Regions from separate parts of the Mus musculus genome. Here region 1 is linked to region 2. The links are chromatin contacts, called in public promoter capture Hi-C maps. All regions are on one chromosome and are shown on one strand. The core of a region is the stretch at or near the end of the contact, and the rest is flanking DNA. Distances in the headings are between cores, read along the strand shown. Region 1 holds the start of Saysd1 (SAYSVFN motif domain containing 1). Region 2 overlaps Gm29899 (a long non-coding RNA gene).

Evidence for each region. Promoter capture Hi-C pulls out the DNA fragments that hold promoters and counts their contacts.
Region 1: a contact with region 2 is called in a promoter capture Hi-C map of cranial neural crest. The contact joins the promoter of Saysd1 here to the enhancer-like site in region 2. A contact is called at or near these places in 11 of 39 promoter capture datasets (the HPC-7 cell line, cranial neural crest, embryonic stem cells and 6 more), 12 of 115 datasets of contacts at active chromatin or transcription factors (bone marrow-derived dendritic cells, embryonic hindbrain, embryonic limb bud and 7 more) and 3 of 9 other capture datasets (adipose tissue, embryonic stem cells and liver).

Annotation. Positions count from the first base shown.
Region 1 is chr14:20,081,799-20,087,636 of GRCm38.p6, forward strand. Saysd1 (SAYSVFN motif domain containing 1) reads right to left here and starts at 1,374. Exons shown (of 2, transcript NM_026209.1): 1 at 1,080-1,374. The coding sequence starts at 1,289.
Region 2 is chr14:19,736,076-19,741,652 of GRCm38.p6, forward strand. All of the region lies in intron 3 of Gm29899 (a long non-coding RNA gene), which reads left to right. Among named protein-coding and RNA genes, the nearest start is that of Nid2, 12 kb to the right of the region's middle. Within about 2 kb of position 2,211, at least 61 of the 459 cell types and tissues checked have an H3K27ac peak or open chromatin away from gene starts, as enhancers often do. A contact at or near this core is called in stem cell-derived neural progenitor cells, where this site is marked.

The DNA of each region.
Region 1 (5,838 bases), core at 124-2,623, 340 kb after region 2:
TTCGAATGGGCTATCATACTTGTCCAAATTATTTCTACCTAGATCACTCACAGTTGAACTTGAATACCCTTCTCTAGTCCAAGAGGGGCCTATAAGCCCATGCACATCACTCTAGGCAGTTACAGTGGCCACACTTCCATAGTCAAACCCCGTTTTGCACAGGCCAGACCTTGCTTAGCTTCAGAAATCAAGCTGCATTCAGAACAGTATGGCCATAGTCTCAAACCTCTTTTTGTTTCCTGGTCCAAATCCCATTTCTAAAGTACAAGCTACCCGAGACACTGGCTTCCTCTACCCAAGGTGTGAATAAAGTGCAGCCTTAATTACTGCCACCTCTGAGCCATAACCAGTAAGGCCTTTACCCCCTCACTAGCAGTGGATGCAGCTCAGTGGTTTCAGACCCCAGGACAAGGTGCTGAGGTGTATATTTTACACACCAAGCAGACCTGGCCTCCAGGTTCTCCAAGCATCTCTCAGTCCCTACCTAGCATACCCTACCCCCAACCCTGAACTTTCCAGCCCACAGGCTCTTTACTATATAACCCAGACTTTTTTTTGTTTGGTTGGTTTTCTCTCTTCCTCTTCTTCCTTTTCCTTCTCTCTTTCTCTTCTCCCTCCCCTCTGTCTCCCTTCTCATGGCGACTTCCCTGGCCTCCTTCCTAGGGCCAGTGAACTCATCGGCACAAAAGCAGCTTCCCGATAAACCTATATATATACTAATCTGGCTTGAATTGGCTTACTTCACCAGTGGAGAAATAACTTATCAGTTTCTCAAAGCCACGAATCTCTGTCATTAACTCGCAGTGAACAACTGGAGAGCAGAGATGTTTCTTCAAGCTCCCTAGAGCTTCGCTTTGTTTTCAACTAGTTGCTGCATAGGATTGTCTGGGATGGAAAACGTCAAGGCCACGTATCATGTGCTGATACACAGAGCGGAAATGCGGTGTCCAGCCACGAGGCAGGCGAGGAGAGAGCGCACAGGACAAGGAAGAGCCAGATATCCTGGGTGTGGCTTGGGCAGGCAGGGGCGTGGCCCCCGCGCGGAGGCGGAGCTTCAAGGTGCAGGCCTCTCTCCTCACCTGAGGCTGGTTGGGCTGAGCCTGAGCGATGGCGGGGTTGGCTTTCCGTTTCAGGAAGCGTGTCAGCCAGCCCGTGGCTGTCTTTGGGGTCGCCGCCGCTGGCTCCGCCTTCGCTCCCGAGGTCTGTACGCTCTGACTGGACGTGGAAGGCTGGGCTACCAGACTGGCCCGTTTGCGGGCCTCCCGGAACTCGGCTAACCGCTGTTCCATGGTGCGCAGCCGCCCGCTCGCCGGTGTGTGTCCAGGCCTGTCCTCGGCCGCCGTGCGCCTGCGCACGTGGCCCTCTGTTGCGCCTGCGCGTTGCATGAGCCCGGGTCGGAATTTTCCAAGGCTTTGTGACGTCTGGTGACCCTCCTGTACCTGGAGCGGTCCTCGGTTCTCGAGAGGAGAGTGAACTGAGTGTCCCATCTCCTCCGGCTAAAAGGTTGCGTTTAAAGTATGAGAACCGTCAGATGTTCCGGCTCTTGCCCGGGCCGCAGAACTCAGTTCTGACGTGTTTGCTCCTCACCTCAGGTTCAGGGAAGAACGCATGCGGGGAAGCCAGTGGTCAGCACCGCAGAAAAAGCGTCTCGGGACGCGGGAGGAGACCTGTGATCTCTGGGAAGTTTCCCGTGTCAGAAAGGCAGGATGCGTCCTACCTTCTAACTCTTACTGCAGTCTATCAGTCTCGCTGAAGGTGTTCACACCTCCATTTTCTTAGCATTTAGTTTGCTTGCTACACTAGAAAGATGCATTGACTAGACAAGAAATGTAAAACAAACGAACTTACTGAGGAAAAACTTAAATACACAAACCTGGGGGGGGGGGTTGTCAAAAGACTTTAAAAGCTAAGGATAGGAGGAAGCCAGACTGAAACTGTCTTATGGCCATCACAGGGCCACTCTTGAACTCCCAGCAGCGTGTTTGCCTGCACAAAACCAAACGACCCAACCTTCGCAAGCCCCCACTCCTAACTGGGGAGCTACTTATGGGTGATGATTTCGGGCGGGGTAGAGAGTCAGTTTCATGTAAGCCCTGGTAGATCCTGGTGGATTGCTCCATACCCATGAATGGGAATTTGTGGACTTCTTAAAAAGTGAAAAAGAGGACAAGGTGCGAGAGGGGTCAATGTTGGAGGAGTTAGAGGAGGAGAATGCATATGACCAAAACATACTAAAAATATATAAAATCTATAAATCGTAACTATAGTGTGTAACTACCATCCAGTAAAGAACATTTCTAGAACTCTGGGTGTTCTTATCCTTTCTTGCAATTAGTATTTACCCAAAAATTAAAATTTTAGATCTTACAGTTTTACAGATTTTTAAAGCTCCAAGCTAAGTACCAAGGATTTAGCTAAGTAGCACTTGCAGAATTGAGTCTCAAATACTTGTTGGATACTACTGAGTTCGAGTCAAAAAGCTAGAAAATATTCATTTAACAAATGTTTGTCTAGGGCTATGTGTTGAGTTCGGCACCAAACATTAAGGATTGAGAGCAGGAGGCAGGGATCACAAATGAAATAAAGACCTTTGCTTTCTACATTCTAATTGGAAAGATTTTTTTGTTGTTTTGGGTTTTTTGTTTTGGGTTTTGGGTTTTTTTTTTTTTTTTGGTTTGTTCTTTTGTGTAATGTGTGTGTGTGTGTGTGTGTGGTCTGTATGTCAGTGCAGTTGCTTGTGGAAACCAGAAGAGGGTGTTGAGTCCCCTGGAGCTGGAGTTCCAGGCAGTAGCTGGGGAAGCATTCTTAACTGCTGAGCCATTTCTCCTACTCCCAAAGTGGAGTTTCTATGGCAGTGTCATGTTGAGAAGCTATGAAAATCTCTTTCTCATCAGTCATAGGCCTGTTTCCCCTTAGAGACTGCAAATCCTTTTTGTTCATTGCATTTGTCACCCGACAACACTAAAACCTTAGAGCACACAGGGAAGGCGCATAGAAATAATGCATGGCCATCTGTGGCCTGTGGTGATCAGTGTCCCTGGTAAATGCGGTGCCTTCAGAAGGGTAAGAGAGGAGGCCTGGCAGAACTAAGTGAACCAATAGGGATGATTCAGAGGCCATCTTGCCAGCACCTGGAGCTGGAATAACAGGATGAGCCAAGGTTGCCCGTGAAGGATCACAGAATGGGTAGGGAAGGGTGGGAAAAGGATCAGCTGAGGCAAACCGGGACTTTCCAGGCAAGTGCTGACATCTTCTGTCTTGATTTGCTGACCCATTTTCTATTTGCTGTGCTTTCTTCTTATAAATTTGTTTTGGTACTTTGTAAACTTAAGTCCTTTTTGGAAGAGGTTGAAAGATGAGATACCAGAAAAGATGAAAGGATCATGAAGAACAAATCCCGCCAAGCCAACTTCATTTCCTCTTCAGATGAAACTGCAGGATAGAGAGCTCAAGAGGTGGCTCAGGGGTTAAGAGCAAATGTGCTGCTTTTGTTGAGGTCTGGAGCCTGAATCTCAGCACCCACACCAGGCTGCTCACAGCCACCTGGAATCCCAGCTCCCGGAAATCCAGTGCCCTCCTCTTGCCTCCTCAGGTACCCATGCATATACACAGACACAGAATTAAAAATAAAAATGAATCTTTAAAAATAAGCCCTGGGGGAGAGTAAATAATTGTTTCCTGGAGGGCTGGAGAGATGACTCAGAGGTTTATAACACTTGTTGCTCTTCCAAAGGACCTGGGTTTGATTCCCAACACCTACATGGTCATAGATAACCATCCATAATTCCACTTGTAGAGGATCCAGCATCCTTTTCTGACCTCAGGCACCAGGCATACATATTGTGCATGTATATACATATAGGCAAACACTCATAAACCTTTCCAATATACTAGTAGTTCCAAGATTAAAAACCCATTTAAGCAGAGAAAGTGATAGTCTCTTAAAGCCTGAGCCTAAAAAAAATTGTGTGTGAATTATGTATACTATAATACATATATGTGTGCATATATGTATATATGTGTATAAATATAGTATATATACTGTGTATATGTACTATATACAGTATATAATGTACATTATATATGTATATATAGTATATATGTATATAAGTATATTTATGTTTGTGCCCATAGAGAACTTCTACAGATATCTTTCTTGTCACTATCTTTTAAATAAAAGATAAAAATGTAGTTTCAAAAAAAAGAAAAACTTAATGCAATCCTATATCCAGTGTCAAAAGGGCACATTCAAGTTGAAAGAGAGTCTACTTTTATCAGAATGAACTACAAAGAATATATAAATGTCTGTTATCTGCCACAAAACTTAATGCTTTGGAGTAAGCCAAGAAAGGCTGAATTAATTTTTTTATACTTTGTACATACAAAATTATATATCTCAGTATGCATATGTGTGTATGTGTAATTATAAATAATAATATACACATGTGCCCTATGGCCTTGTGTTATGTTTTGAGTGTGGGCTACAGTTATATACTCACTCTGGGCCATACCATTATACTCTGTGGACTTCTCCATCTTTTGATTTTAGGTATATTTTTATTTTTATTTTTTTAAAAGATTTATTTATGTATTATATGTAAGTACACTGTAGCTGTCTTCAGACACACCAGAAGAGGGCATCAGATCTTGTTACGGATGGTTGTGAGCCACCATGTGGTTGTTGGGATTTGAACTCCAGACCTTTGAAAGAGCAGTCGGGCGCTCTTACCCACTGAGCCATCTCACCAGCCCATATTTTTATTTTTAACTATGTGTGTGCTATTGGATCAGGGTGTGTTTTCTGTGTGTGTGTGTGTGTGTGTGTGTGTGTGTGTGTCTACAGAGACCAGAATCTCCAGATCCCTCAGAGCTCAGAGCTGAAGTTATATGCCATCGTAAGCTACCTGTTGTATGTGCTGGAAACTGAACGTGTATGCTCTACAAAAGTGATATGTACTCTTAAATGCTGAGCCATCTCTGCAGCTCCTATATTCTCTCTCTCTCTCTCTCTCTCCCTCTCTCTCTCTCTCTCTCTCTCAAGCTTAAATCCAAGCCATAAATGATGCTTTATCAAAACGGGATAGTGGCAAGGGTATCCAAGCAAAGGTTTAAAATGTGTTCTGTTCATAAGCAAGTGCACCCTCTTAGTTCTATAGATTGCCATGAGGAGAACTTGCAATACCTAGTCATCTGGTCAAGGAATAGCAAGAGACACCTGGGCCATGGTTACTCAGCCAACCCATAGACCTACACTTTCAAGCTGAGCTGACTAGTGAACACTACCCAAAATCGCTTGTCCAAAATGTATAAGAACATCATTCATATATATATATATATATATATATATATATATATATATATATATATATATATACACACACATACACACACACACACACACACACACACATACACACACTATTGAAAGCTTGTGGTTATTGGTTACACCACAAAAACTAACCAGCATACACCCAATTAATGATATTACCTTTGAAGTCCTCTGTGATCCTAACCCCATTCCCGATTCTTTCTCATCACTCCAGTTAACAGACTTTCTGTTGTTAAGTCATCTTTTCAAAAATTGTTTATAGATTTGCTTATTTTAGTGTATGGCTATTTTGTCTGCATTCCTGATGCCCACAGAAGAGGCCCTCGGCTCACCCTTCGGCTCACCTGGAACCTGAGTTACAGACGGTTGTGATTCCGGGTGAGTACTTGGGAGTGAACCTGGGTCCTCTGCAAAAGCAACAAGTCCTCTGAGCCACTGAGCCTTCTCACCAGCTCCTCTTGAGCCATCTGCTTCATTCTTGGAATAAACTCAGTCAGTTTATAAAATTC
Region 2 (5,577 bases), core at 961-3,460:
GACACTACTGTTTTCCTTACTTCCTTAAAAATTAATTTAGAGGTCTGGAGAATTTAAATGGTTTGGTGAAGATCACACAGAATACAAGTGAAGTGTGTCTAGACTAAGGCTAGACCAGACTCTTGCACCTTGCAGGTGACCTTTAGAGAAGGCATTGAGAAGTTAATGAAGACTGGCAAGAAGCAGTTTTACACAAGTGCTATGGGACAGATGTTATTTTCCCTATATGATACCAAACGTTGGTTACCTGAACTGGTGATAGCAGACATTGTAAACATCAAGATATTGGCTGTGTTTACATTTTTTTAAATCTGAACTTTCCATGGGTGTGATGATGTACAACTTTAACCCCAGCACTTGGGAGGCAGAGTCAGGCAGATCTCAGAGTTTGAGGCCATCATGGTCTATAGAGTTCCAGGATAGTTAGGGCTACATAGAGAAACCCTATCTCATTAAAAGCCAAACCAAAATCAAAACCTAACCAAAACTCAAAATCAAACAAAATTTTAGACATTTTAATAAGGCAGTTCTGATGGAGAAACAGATGTCTAGAATTGAGTCCACAGTCTGCTACCAGAAGCTTCATCTCTGAAACAATGCCATTTTGAGTCTTTGGTCAAAAAAAAGATAACAATTTTTTTAAATTAATTAATTTTGAGACAAGGCTTCACTATGTAGCCCTGGCTGTCCTGGAATTCACTATGTAGACCACACTGACCTCAAACTCACAGAAATCCCTCTGCCTCTGCCTCCTCTGCCTCTGCCTCTGCCTCTGCCTCTGCCTCTGCCTCTGCCTCTGCCTCTGCCTCTGCCTCTGCCTCTGCCTCTGCCTCTGCCTCTGCCTCTGCCTCTGCCTCTGCCTCTGCCTCTGCCTCTGCCTCTGCCTCTGCCTCTGCCTCTGCCTCTGCCTCTGCCTCTGCCTCCTGACTGCTGGGATTAAAAGCATGCACCAGCATATCCAGCTTGTGATAATCAATTTTTGAAAAGTATTTTTAGATTTATTTATCTCATTTTATGTGTATATTTTGCCTGTATGTGCATACATGTGTGCCAGGGGCCTGTGGGAGCCCAGAAGGGGGAGTCTGGTTCACAGAAACTGGAGTTGGGGATGGTTCTAAAACCACAAGTGTTCTTCTCTGCTGAGCCACCTCCCCAGACCCTATAACTAATTTTTAAACAAAATTCATGGGCCTTAAAAGCATGTCTAGGAGCCAGGCAGTGGTGGCACATGCCTTTAATCCCAGCACTTGGGAGGCAGACAGATTTCTGAATTCGAGGCCAGCCTGATCTACAGAGTGAGTTCCAGGACTGCCAGGACTACACAGAGAAACCCTGTCTGGAAAAACCAAAAAAAAAAAAAAAAAAAGGAAGAAAGAAAAAGAAAAACAAACAAACAAACAAAAGTATGTCTAGGGGCTAGAGAGATAAGAAAAAGAAAGGAAAAGAGGGAGGGAGGGAGGGAGGGAGGGAGGGAGGGAGGGAGGGAGGGAGGGAGGGAGGGAGGGAGAGTGGCAAACAGGTGTGCTGGCCTGTGATTGAAATTCCAGTACTGAAAAGATAGACTCACTGGCAGCCAGCAAGGCTATGAACTCTAGGCCAGTGAGAGATCCTTTCCCAGGAGAGAGAGGTGGCAGGCAGGCACACATACAGTCACACACAGCCCCATACTTACCCCACACACTAAGAAAAGACAAGGAAGGAAAGGCATGCCTGTGGTCTACAATAGAGGTGTGGTGATGCATTCCTCTAGCCACAGAACTTGAGAGGCTAAAGATGGGAGATAAAGAGTTTGAGGCTAGCCCAGGCTATATAGCAAGACTTTGTTTGTTTGTTCAAAAACAAGGGTGGGGGAGTAAATGTGTCAACTAGTTGTTCCCACAGTGCTGAGAGGTCCTGAGTGGCTCATGAGCCTGGCACTCCTCCTGTCCCTCTGCAGTCTTTGCAGTTATTTCTCCTGTTTCTTTGGCTTTTTTATTTCTCCTGACTTTAAAGCTTCAACAGATGGACTAAACATCATTGCCCAGGCCCCTCTGAGGGTCCTCATCCAGCATGGGGTTGGGTGCGTTCAGAAACAGGCCCGAGGAAACCACAAGCAGGCTTAGGTTGAGAATTGCTGTGCACGAAATCAAATCCTCTTCATTCTGCTCTGACCAGAAAGAATGTTGAGAAAGAAGAGCCTGGCTCTGCTTCCCTGTGGATGTGATAAAGTCTGAGACTTGCAAAAAAGCTTAAGTAGTGCAACTTGTGTAAGAAGAATTCCTTGGGTGCACTTACTATAAACAAAGGGTCCTTGGCACGAACAGAGAACTGAACAGCTGCAGCTGCAAGAGATTTGCTTAGACAACCAAAACATTAAATACTCTTGGGGGAGAGAGGGGGAGGGGGAGGGGGGAGGGGGGAAGGGGAGAGGGAGAGAATGTCCATCTTCTTTCTACATCTCTGTAGCCCTTCTAGGACTAAGTGTGCCTATCTATGGCTGAAAGGAACACTAAGCATGACTGGATCTTCCCTTTATTTCTTTCAAGTTAAGTAAACACCAGGGTCTGAGGTTAAGTCACTAGACATAAATCAAATAAATAAAAAAGAGGACACTGGTGGGACTTGAGCTTCCCAGAGGATATTATACAAGCTAGTGGGAGTGACTGATGCAGTAAGAATTGCCTTTTAATGAGATTATTGTGGCTCCACATTGGAATCAGCTTACTTAATGTGGGAAAGCCTAGGGAAGCAACAACACAGCATCATGCATTTCTTGGTCGTCTTGCTCACCCTTATGGTACTGCAACTATCCAGACTCAGTTTCCTCAGGCATCACCATGAAGTCAACTAGACCTTGTTTCATGTCTCTGCAGAATTCAATTAATCATATGTTACTAAAATAACTGCTACATGCTCAAAGCATGAAATATGTAATTTCATCTTTTACAACAAATGTACAATTAACTGTGCTTATCTCTGCATAAAAGGAACTTTTAAAGCATGATGGCATTTTCCCTTTATTTCAAGTCAAGCAAACACAGAGGTCTAAGATTAAGATTACTAAACCATACTAGTAGATTTTACCCCAAATTTTACTAGTTTATACTAGAAGTACTATTGTTATTATTTTGGAACATGGAATTGTCAAATTATGACTTTTCAATTTCAAGAAAGTGTCTCCTGGGCCATCACGAACTCACTTTCATCCCACGCTGGACTCAAACTCTTAATTCTTGGGCCTCAGTTTCCCCAGTGCTGAAATTAAAGGCATGTGTCACCAATCTTCACAATCCGTTATCGTTTTTATTTTTAATAACAAGCATGTATCATCTCTGAAATAAAATCATCACTATGTCAAACATCTGGATGTAGAGGTAACGGTCTCAACATCAAATAATGACTAGTTGTTACAGTTAGAACAATACAAGTTAAAACTATAACATAATACTGTTTTGTGCCAACGATCCTGATTGCATGGCTGCAGGAGGATAAAGCAGCAACCACACCGAATGCTGGAGCAGACGCAGCAAGATTAAATCATTTACACATCACTGGAGGCTGCAAGGGGCACAGCCACTCAGGGGTGCGGGCAAGCACTGTTAATAAGTTAAACACACACTTGGTAAATGACCCAACAGCTCCAGTTATAGAAAAAGGGAGGCACTTATTTTCATATAAAAATCACACACAAATATTTGTAGCTCATTTATTCACAGCCATATCCTTCAACTGGTGAATGGATAGCTGTGACACACTGGTGCGGTGCAACACTTGGCTGCAAAAAAGTCAAATGTGCCATGCATATTTGCAACTCTGTGAATGAAAGCCAAAGGCATTATGCTAAGTGAAAGAAGCCAGTTGTCAAAAACTCTATGTTCCCTTTTATATGATGTGGAAAAAACAGCAGTGGCAGAGGGTTAGAGAACACAGTCTGATGGCAGACGGGGAAAGTGGAAGCCCTAGGGAAGTCATTGGGGATGGAACAGAGAGCTGTGTCTCTTGACTGTGGCGTTGCTCACACGTCTCTTAAGCAACTGTCACTCTCAGAGATCTGTGCATCAAAATGAGTATGATTGCATGTAAATCTAAAAATACCGTTTCAAAAAAGAAACATGCTATCAACATATATACTCAATTCATGTTTTCTCTTTAGAAATCTCTTCACAAGTGAGCTTTCATTCTGTCATGCTGGGGGTGGGGTCCAGGGCTGTGTGCATGCTAGGGAAGTTCTCATCGCCAGGCTCCTCACACCTCTGAACCTATCCCATGGCCTTGCTATGTCAGGTCAAGAGAAGCAGCTTTGAAACTGGCAGTCGCTCTACTGAAACCAGAAGGGTGATGGAACTGTGATATTCTTGTTTCCTGAGGGAAGTCTGGGAGTCCATAGTTACAGTTAGGAAAACTCTGTATAAGTGCAGATGGGTGAGGCAGAGGCCAATGCTTCATAAGGGAAGCCAGGCACTCATAAGCACACGCCATATTGTGGATGGCGTGTGCCAAGCCTTAATAGCAGCCAACTCTCCTTTCATACTGCAGGAACCAACCCCTTGCCTTGTTCAGTCATGTCTGCCTTAAGTTTCTCAACTTCTTCCATGTACAAACACTGGATAAACAGGTGTTTTACAGCCGGGGCAAGGTGCCTCTCCTGACAGGTTTCTGGACTGAACTCAGTGTATCTGCTTAAGCTCAAACACGTAACTCATAATGCTATGCTAGGCAGTACTAGAGTATCTGACGATACACTCCTCAGTTGTAAGCAGTGTAATGCTAACATCATTGTGCACACACACACACACATACATACAATGTATATATACAATAATAACATATTTTATTATTATTATTATTATTATTATTATTATACTGTAAAATTGCCTCAGGTTGCTTTTTTTAAAAAGTTTATGTAGAGAATAGAGGAGCAGTAAGAATGAAGCCAGAAGCCAGGCGTGGTGGAGCACGCCTTTAATCCCAGCACTTGGGAGGCAGAGGCAGGCAGGTTTCTGATTTCAAGGACAGCCTGGTCTACAGAGTGAGTTCCAGGACAGCCAGGGCTACACAGAGAAACCGTGTCTCAAAAAAAACTAAAAAAGAAAAAAAAGAAAAGAAAAGAATGAAGTCGGAACAAGAAAAAGGGGAGAGATAGAAGGGGACCAAAGTAACAATTCAGAAGCAAAGAAAAGGGAGATTGGGGGAGGGGACCCCTAGGTAACAATACAAAGGGCTGCAAAGCTGACTGAAACTGGAAGGCTAAACTTTTCTTTGTCAGATCCATTTTTTTCAGACTCTCTAAGGAAGAATCCTACTCTATACACTGTATTATTATTGAGTTCTATTGAAGAGTGGACCTAAGAAATTAGGTCTTGCAAATAAGAGGTACAGACAAGCTGCTCTGTGTAAACAAGCCTGGGTAATGATTATGGTAGACTAGATTGTCTTAATGAAGTGGCCATTTCACACAACCACTCACTCAAGGTCCAAGATAATGGGATCTACAGTTCCCAAGTGCCTCCTGTCCAGGGTCTACCTTTGCACTAGACCACCTCTTTCTTCCTGCCGGGAGCCTAGCAGTCTGGGAGCTCTTTTTCTGTTCCTTTGAGT